Linked DNA regions of Mus musculus: region 1 is linked to region 2. A link is a contact called in public HiChIP or PLAC-seq data. All regions are on one chromosome and are shown on one strand. Each heading gives the region's core, a stretch centred on a gene start, on an enhancer-like site or on the middle of the called end of the contact. The rest is flanking DNA. Distances are from core to core; before and after follow the strand shown. Region 1 has its middle 29 kb from the start of Ptgs1. Region 2 holds the start of Rbm18 (RNA binding motif protein 18).

Region 1 (4,381 bases), core at 749-3,248, 120 kb before region 2:
TAATTTGGTATTCAAATAGGTAGCCATTTTGAATGGCAGCTACAAGCTCTGCCATAGAGTATGCAAAAACCATTAACTGAATAGGTCAGTATTTTTCCAAATCTTCAGGACTCTCTCCTCTGAGCTCTGGTCTAGCTTGGTGACAAGAATAGTTAGATTCCAAAGAATAAGCAAAATGGCTCCCCATCAAGGATTCTCACCCAGAGAGACCCACAGATCCAGGTTATCTCAGATGTCCATGGGCTTGGTGTCTCTGCCCATGGAGCTCCTCAAAGGCTTGCAGAATTGTTTGAGAGTTAGGAGAAAGGATGTAGTTTTTCAAAAATACTAAAATAAGATGAAACAACAAAATTATAAATACCTAGAAAATGAAATGTTAATCCACTAAAAATAGCTTTACATAAGTAAATTATATATGTGTATTTATGTATATATATATGTGTGTGTGTGCAAAGTATACACATATAAATTATACATTTATGTAAATATGCACATGTAAATAATACTAAATTGGTACAATGGTACAATTATAATGTACTTGGTAAAGGATAAAGGAAGGGGCATGTAAAAGAGATTTGCCTTAGTAGCACGATGCCAGGAAAATAGTGCCTTGATTACATCACAACCACATTTCTGTTCAATGAATACTGTCCTACACTTTTCTTTTTCTGTCTTTCTTTCCTTTTAGATTTAACTTTATTTCTTTAGTGATCGCTACAATGGCTCTTTCATTTCTATAACCATAACAGAAGTCATTCTTCATGGCCATGACAACTAGAAGTCCAAAATTCTTGAACAGAGAATTTTTCAACGCACACCAGACATCTAGCAATAACCGAGCCTCTCTCTGGCCCCTCAGTAGGCAGCACACAAGGATTCCCTCTGTTTCTTACACCATTGCCCTGAGTGTCATCCCAAAGTTTTCAAGGACACCTGACAGTGTCTTCTGTCTCATTATCTGGGACAGTGGTGGCAAACTACTTGCCTCCACTCAGTATCCCAGATCCTGGAAAATTCCTAGTGCATAAGTCATTTGAATCTGTGCTCCATTTTTTTTTGTTCCTGCTTGACCCTTGGGGTGGAATGGAAGGAATATTCTTTCATAATGGAGCAATGTGGGCTTAGAAGTCAGCCAGACCTGCATCATTTGTGTTTATCCTGGGAAAGGTCTCAGGGCTTGCTCATCATTTAACATAGGGTGGAACCGTGACTGGGCTTGGAGTTCTAGTCCAGATCCTGCCAGTTAAAGGCTTATTGACCTAACATGCATCTTTTCTCTCTAAGTCCATTTTTTCCCTTTCGAACGGAAGAACCCCAGTCTTATGCATAGAGCCACTCTCCCAATCCTCAAGGTGTGTGTCCAGCAAGGTTAGCACAATGCCTGGCATGCAGGGAGTGCTCAGAACAGTCGAGCAGAACGATTAATGGTCACCAGGGGCTGGAAGGACAGAAAACAGGGAGTGACTGCTTAGTGAATACAGGCTTCCTTGTGGAATGATAAAAATGCTCTGGGGCTAGATATCAGTGATGATTGCACAATTTTCTTAATGGACTGACTAACAAACCACTACACGATGTAACATGATTAAAATGGAGGAGTGGGGATATAGTTCAGGGGTAATGTATTTGTCTAGCATGTATGAGGTCCTGAGTTTGATCCTCACATCTCAATAACAAGATTAAAGCAGTCAGTTTATATGAACTTTACCACAATAAAAGATGAGTGCTGGTAGTTGTTCCCTGCATTTATACCCCACGGGGTGAGGAGGAAGAACCTAGAACCAGTCAGGAATGCCTCCTGTGAGAACAAGAACTGAGAATCAAGACAAAGGTCGGCACTGGGCATTGCGGTGGTGGCTGGAAGGGAGGGGCAGCAGAGCAGAAGGATAAGAAAACAAATGGCATCACTTTCCAGACTCCAGGGAACCAGCTGTGCTCAGTGAACTTTGTCATGGTCATCTTGGTGTGCAGAGTGCAAGTCACAGATCAGAAGGAGATAGGAGGCCTGGAAGAAATGAGTCATGGGAGAGGAAAGGGCCATCACTCACCCACCAAGGAAGGCACAACCACAAGGCAGCATGATATGGAACCCAGAATTCCCTCTGCATCGTCTGGAAGTGACCAACATTTCCATCGCCTGCCACCTCTCAGCTCCATCTGTTCTCCCATTCCCTGATGTAACTAACTCTGCTCCTGGATGACCTGAATGAGACTCAGATGGGACAAGCCCTCACTTGGGAATATAACTACTGCCCATCAGACTGCTGCCACCCCTTGCCACTTCAGAGATGGCTGACTCTGAACAATCTATCTCATTTTTCTTTTCCTTTTCTTAATGTGTGTGTGTGCATGTTCATATGTGTGAGTGCAGTCACCTGTGTCTCATGATGCTCATGTGGAGTCAGAGGACTACGTCAAGGGTGGTCCTCACCCTCCATGTTCTTTGAGATTGGGTTCGTTGTTGAACACTGGGTTCATCAAGCTCATCCATATGGGAGTGTCTACAGGTCCTTCTGTCTCCATCTCCACCTTCCATCTCATCATAGACTCACCTTCTACCTCCATCTCCACTACACCCTGCTTTACATGGGTTCTGGGGATGTGAGCTTAGGTTCTAACTATTGTATGGCAAGCACCTTAATTTTGGAACCTTCTCCCAGCCCCAATTTGCTTGACTTTTCCAAAATTCCTCATGAAACAGAAAAACCTTGCCCATAATCCTGCTCATAATGCTGTAAGGAATAGTCCATGTGACAGGCAGTGAAGAACAGCCTCAGAGCAGACTCCTGATAAACATAGTCTCTTTCCCCTCCAGAGAATCCATTTTCTCTTTCCACCAGCCCACAAAGTAAAAGAGGATGTGGAATTAGACAGTGAATAAAGGAAGGGTCCACCTGGCATGATAAGTGAGCACAAAAGATGACTTTTTAAATTAATGGCTTTATTACTAGGAATAACAGTCCTAGGAATGCAAACAGCATAAATGGCCATCAGCAGATGATTGCATACATGCACATTAAATATTTACACAGCCAAACAGATACCCATGAGGAAAAAGAAGCCAGGCATACACAAAAAGAACATAACCATGTGGCAATATTCAAATGAAGTTAATAAGTAGTCAAAACTAACTACAATGATAGGAATCAGAATAGCAGTTAGCTTTGGGGTGTTCCTGACCACATAGGAACACAAAAATGACCTTGAAAAGGCTGAAAACATGCTACATCTTGATATCCTTGGTTCTTACATGTATAAAAAACTCATCAAGGTGTGTATGTAGGCTTATGTTATACTACAATGGCCTGGGGTTGGAAGTGGGGACCTGACATGGATGTCAACAAGGACATACTACCAAGATGCCTCCAAATCCAAAATACCAAGACCTGTGTCCCATCCCCAAATCCCATGAAGAAGAAAACCAACTCCTGAAAGTTATCTCTTGACCTCCACATGAACACCTTTGGCATGCACATGGCTGCAGTCATTCACACATGCACACACACACACTAGTGAGGTTTAATACATTGATTTATTTTGTGTACATGTGTATATTGTGTGTGAGAGGTATGTGTGTGCTGAGGTTAAAGGACAAATTCAGGGGACAGTCTGCACTTCCACCTTGTTTTTGAGGCAGGGTCTCTTTGTTAGCCACTGCTACACATTATCTCATGCTGGCCAGACCTTGAGGTTCATGGTTGGACATCCAGGAGTGCTGGGATTACAGACATATACCACTCTGTCTGGCTTTTTATATGGACTCTGAACAACTGAACTCGGAGCATCAGGCTTTCATGACAGACATTTTACCCACTAAACCATCCCGAGTTTAAGCTGTTCCTACTATCATTTACACCAGCTGTTTTATCTCTTTCTCTAGGAAGAGTGTGGTTAAGTGGGAAGACAAGCAAGTCTAATACATTGATACCTTCCACAAACACGGTTAGTTGATGAACTACAAGCACTTCACTGTCTTCAGGGTTGTGCTCACAGTTCTCCTGAGCTGTCACTGGTACCCTCTAATGGCCTCTGTAGTGTTCTACGGCTGGAAATAGAGACAAAAAGCTGGGTACATTTCCAGCCATTTGGCTACTTTTTCATCATGGGCAACTTCCCACATGATGAATCGCTCCTCTCCAAGACCCAAGTCAGGAACGAAATTCACTTCTTCACCCTCTCTTAGAGCTGTATACAGTCATATAAGCCAGTCTCCAGCAATCAAATATGAACTAAACCATAACAAAGGAAGCAAGCTGCAGGCACCACACAGAACCCATTTTCTGGCAAGGAAAATAAGAGTAGTCAACAGCTCTCCAGGCCCCAGGATCAAAATTTTGGCAACACAAATGATCTGAGAAGCCAGCATCTTGTGGCATCTCAA
Region 2 (4,409 bases), core at 1,799-4,298:
GTGGGCTCTACAAACACAGGCCTGGGCTGCTTGCTTTACTCCTATCAATAATGTCACAGATAAAACATTACAGTCTCCACTTTGTACGTGTTAAAACTGAGGCTCAGAGATTAAGTATCCAAGATATGTAATAGTCAAATACTATTAAGAACTGTTCACAAAAGTTTAGCTCTGTGTGACACTTCTAAATCTAAGTTTCTACCTAATATAGCCAATGTCCAACTCACATTTATACCCAAATATGGGTATATAATAATGTTTAGTGTTTTTTTTTAATTGACAGGGTCTCAATCTGGCTGCAGTGTGCATGACAGGTTTCCTGGAGTTCCTGTTGTGGGCCATAATACCAATCCACAAAGCAACAGGAAACTAAAATGGGTTAGAAATAAACAACCTTTGACAGAAAATGTAGTACCAAAAAGCAGACCCAATCCAAGTGAACCGGAAGACAACTCTATAAATAACCACATTGCTGGAATGCTTGAGGCATACATTTCACTGCACAGAAGCCAGGAAATTTCACAGTGGAGTTCAATAAAGCAGTCCTTTGGGTCTTTAACCTTAGGAACACGAACAGTCAGGTCAGCATACATGAAGCACTAAAACTAAAGAAGAAACTTAGGAGAGTTCTAGTATGTTCCAATAACTAACCCACTCACAAGAGAATCCGTTTCTCCTCTTACTGCATGTGACCTTGAGGAGGTCAGTCCTTCTCAGCAACAACTTCCACCACATCTTTTTTTTTTCATTTTAAATAATGAATATTTTAATAATGCTTTTTATAGACTCTTTTAACAGTTTCATACATTTATGAACCTATATCCTGGCTTATCTACTGCTCCAGCAACTCCTTCCAACCACTGTGTATTGATATACAACATACATTTTTTTATTTTCTTTTTTCTCTCTCTCTTTTTTTTTTTTTTTTTTTTTTGGTTTGACAAGACAACGTTTCTCTGTGTAGTCTTGGCCATCCTGGAACTCAGTCTATAACCAGGCTGGCTTTGAACTCAGATAATCCGCTTGCCTCTGCCTCCTGAGTGCTGGGATTAAAGGCGTGCGCCACCCGCATCCCTAGTCCCTGCTTGGAATGTTCTCCCTTTATCTCTTTACCATCCATTCTTCTTTATCATCATTCTGTCAGAGCACAGGGTCATTGGCCAGCTCTTCCAACTAAACTGGTCACATTTCCTGAAATGCAGCTTTCATGCCAATACTTCATCACAGCACATAATTTTTAACAATAAAAGTAAATATGTATAATTACTTGATCCTTATCTAAATATCTCCATATGACTGCTGGCACTTCACAACAGCTCTAGTACACGAATCTACCTACTAACCTACTTGTCTATTACTGTACCCTGTACTTAGTATAGTACAAAAATAAAGACATCATACAAATGTGCTAAGTATGATAATGGACTTCCACAAAGATTAAATCCTTGCCAAATGTCAAAATGCTGGCACCAGAGTTGGAATCTACACCTCTGATGGCTGGTCCTGGGTTCTATTTCTCAACACTGCTTCCGTTATCCCCTGGATTTCCAGTTCTCTGCTTGGAACATGGTGTGCTTCTTTACAAACTCAGTACCATGTAAAGAAAGGTATTTGGAATACCTGACTCAATACAACATCCAAATGTCCTTGGCACACGCCAAAGGAGGAATAGTGGACAAAGACTTCACGTAAAGACTAGGACACCTGGATTCCAATGTACCCGCCTCATCAACCCTATCACATGCAACTTTGGAATTCACAACCACTTACATTCAAAGAGCATGGATCACAGCTCTACCCCAGATGAGAACTATAGCAAATAATTTCTCCTAATTTGGTTTTGTATCCTCGGCCATTCACTGAAGGAATCAAATCAAGTTTCCTGGCTTTCCAACTATGGGTTCTCTAAGATTCTGGGAATTTCAATGGAATGTGGTCAAAAGAGAAAGCACTGTGGATCCGATCCACCATCTGTGGTGAAACCACCCCGAGCATGCAGACCTTACAAGAGGAAGAGACGAAGACCCTTATGGAAGGTCTCAGTAAAGGTTGAATCCTCGGACACTATAGAAAATGTTAAGGCCAAGATCCAGGATAAGGAAGGAATTCCTTCTCTCAGCAGAGGCTGATCTTTGCTGGCAAGCAGCTGAAAGATGGCCATACTTTGACTGTAACATTCAAAAGGTGTGCTGAGACTTCATGGTGGTCCTGAGAAAAGGATAAAGGGTTATAGCACTGCCAAGAAGAATAAGAATAAGAAGGTTAAGTTGGCTGTGCTGAAATACTATAAAGTGGATGAAAATGTCCTCCTGATCAACATGGGGCTAGAGTGTTCATGGCTAGTTACCTTGACAGACATTACTGTGGTGAGTGTTGCCTGCCTTACTGCTTCAACAATCCAGAAGACAAGTAGTTGTGTGTGAGTTAATAAAAACACAGGAATGAGAAGGAAAAAAAAAAAAAAAAGCACCAAACTTTGAGATGGCCTAGGCAACTGTCCTGCTTCTAGTGCTTCCTAAGTATGTGATCTTAATCTGTAAAATGTGCCAGAGTCACGGGAATGATGAAGCACCATCGAAATGACAACTGTTTGCCCACTGGTCAGCAGAATGATGATTTTAAAAGCCCCAGGCATTCGACTCAGGCCTGGGTGGAATTCAAACTTCATCACTTGGGAGACGCGCGACCTTGGTAAAGACAGCGCTTGAGTTTTTGTTTCTTCATCACCACCGGGAATAATTACACCTCCGCGTGTAGGGTTGTTTGGAAAAGGCATTATTCCTGTCAGGTGACGTCTTAAGCATCAGGAACTATTTACCAAGTTCCCAGGCAAGGCTCTAAATGTCGGCTGAGTGACAATGGCCCCGCCCCACCCTTGTGAGCATAGAAGTCCCGCCCCCGGCCTTAAGGTCCAGCCGAACTCTGCTGAACCAGTCACGGATAGTATCCTAGCCCTACGAGGTCCCTCCGAGAGCCTAGAAAAGTGTCACCAGAGCTCGAATCCCGCCCACTCCTTGAGAGCCGACCCCCACACACACTCAAGGCCACTCACCAGCTACGGCCGGGACTATAGAGAAACACACGCGGGACAGCGGAGGTGCGGGCGTCATGACGTCACGGGCCAGCGCGGCGGCGCAGGCGTAGTGCGTCACGGGCGGCCAGGCGGCGAGCGGTGTTTCGGCAGAGGTAACCTCAGGTCCTTCGCTCGGACCCCAGCGTCGGAAGCTGCTTTCGGGGCATGAGCTGAGGGCACAGCTCTGAGGCTAGCAGGTGAGTACCCGAAGCTCAGTGCCATCCTGGCCGCGGGGCCTTGGCGAAAACCATCCTCACCCGCAGGCTTCTAGGCCCCGCCCCGGATTGTCCTGTCTCTGGCCGGAAATAACAATCCCATTAGTGACTTCGCTGCCAGGAATCGGGGTGCCGTGGTTGTTGGCCTGACCCCGTGGTTAACGTGTAAGAATAAGCGACCCCAGTCCCCTCCTGACTTTTAGAGTAGATACCGCTCAGCCGGGAGGAGTAGATTGGCATTTGTGAACATGTTACTCAAAGGAGTTGTCGCCTTTGCAACCCCCAAAAGACTTGATAGTCACATACTAACTTATTAGACTTTACTGTTTGTTTCTCAAAATTTCATGAGCTGAGCTGTCACATGTATATTCTTATTTAAAATGACCACGTGATGCAGGAATTTGTCTCCATCTCAGGAAAGAAGAGAATTGAAAATAGTGCCAACTCTGAGCCAGGCAGTGTACAATATGCTGGGCATAGAGAACCATGATCAAGGCCCTATGCCATAGGAGCTTTTATTATTTTAGAAACATAGGCAAAAAGTAAACTACTCATTGTGTTCACACACAGGAGCAGAGATCCTGAGGAAGATACCTAAGGGAGGGACTGTTACTAAAGGCACAGTAGTTGGAAAAGTTGATTTTGAGTCGAGTCTCTCTAGCCCCATGTCCTGTACTCTTCCTATTTATACATGGCCTCTTTGGCATGTTTAAGTATCTTTTTGGTGTTACAGTTGTTTTTAGACGTGAGAACATCAGAAGTTCTAGCATTCAAATCCAGCATTCTCAGTCTGAAGTAGTGCAACCCCCAGTCACACAGCTTTCTCAGTGTTGGGTGAGTTCTCAGCATGGTTCTGAAGGCATTAGGGGTAGAATTTGGCAGAGCTACAGACTTTAATGAGGTACTCTCCTCATAAGGGAACTAAACTGAAGAGTCGTTAAATGATAGTGCCTGTCTCAGTATCTGTCAATTACTTCAATATTTTGCCGTTTTTAAATTTAGTTCTCTTTTTCAAAAATATCCGAGAATGGAGAGTATTTCGTACAAGGCAGAGCTTGAGGCACTTCTAGATACAGAAGATACATGTTTTGGTTTGGGGGTTTGGGTTTTTGTTTTTTTTG

The links. HiChIP or PLAC-seq counts read pairs in DNA pulled down with a chosen protein or histone mark.
Region 1: an HNF4G HiChIP or PLAC-seq map of pancreatic cancer cells shows a contact between it and region 2. The contact joins the enhancer-like site here to the promoter of Rbm18 in region 2. A contact is called at or near these places in 3 of 39 promoter capture datasets (the HPC-7 cell line, liver and macrophages), 1 of 484 Hi-C or Micro-C datasets (Th1 cells), 1 of 115 datasets of contacts at active chromatin or transcription factors (pancreatic cancer cells) and 3 of 9 other capture datasets (adipose tissue, liver and pancreatic islet).

Annotation. Positions count from the first base shown.
Region 1 is chr2:36,257,133-36,261,513 of GRCm38.p6, reverse strand. It overlaps a transcript of Ptgs1 not described here. Among named protein-coding and RNA genes, the nearest start is that of Ptgs1, 29 kb to the right of the region's middle. Within about 2 kb of position 1,998, at least 38 of the 459 cell types and tissues checked have an H3K27ac peak or open chromatin away from gene starts, as enhancers often do. A contact at or near this core is called in pancreatic cancer cells, where this site is marked.
Region 2 is chr2:36,135,343-36,139,751 of GRCm38.p6, reverse strand. Rbm18 (RNA binding motif protein 18) reads left to right here and starts at 3,048. Exons shown (of 6, transcript NM_026434.4): 1 at 3,048-3,270. It overlaps Mrrf (mitochondrial ribosome recycling factor), which reads right to left and starts at 3,354. Exons shown (of 7, transcript NM_026422.2): 1 at 3,053-3,354.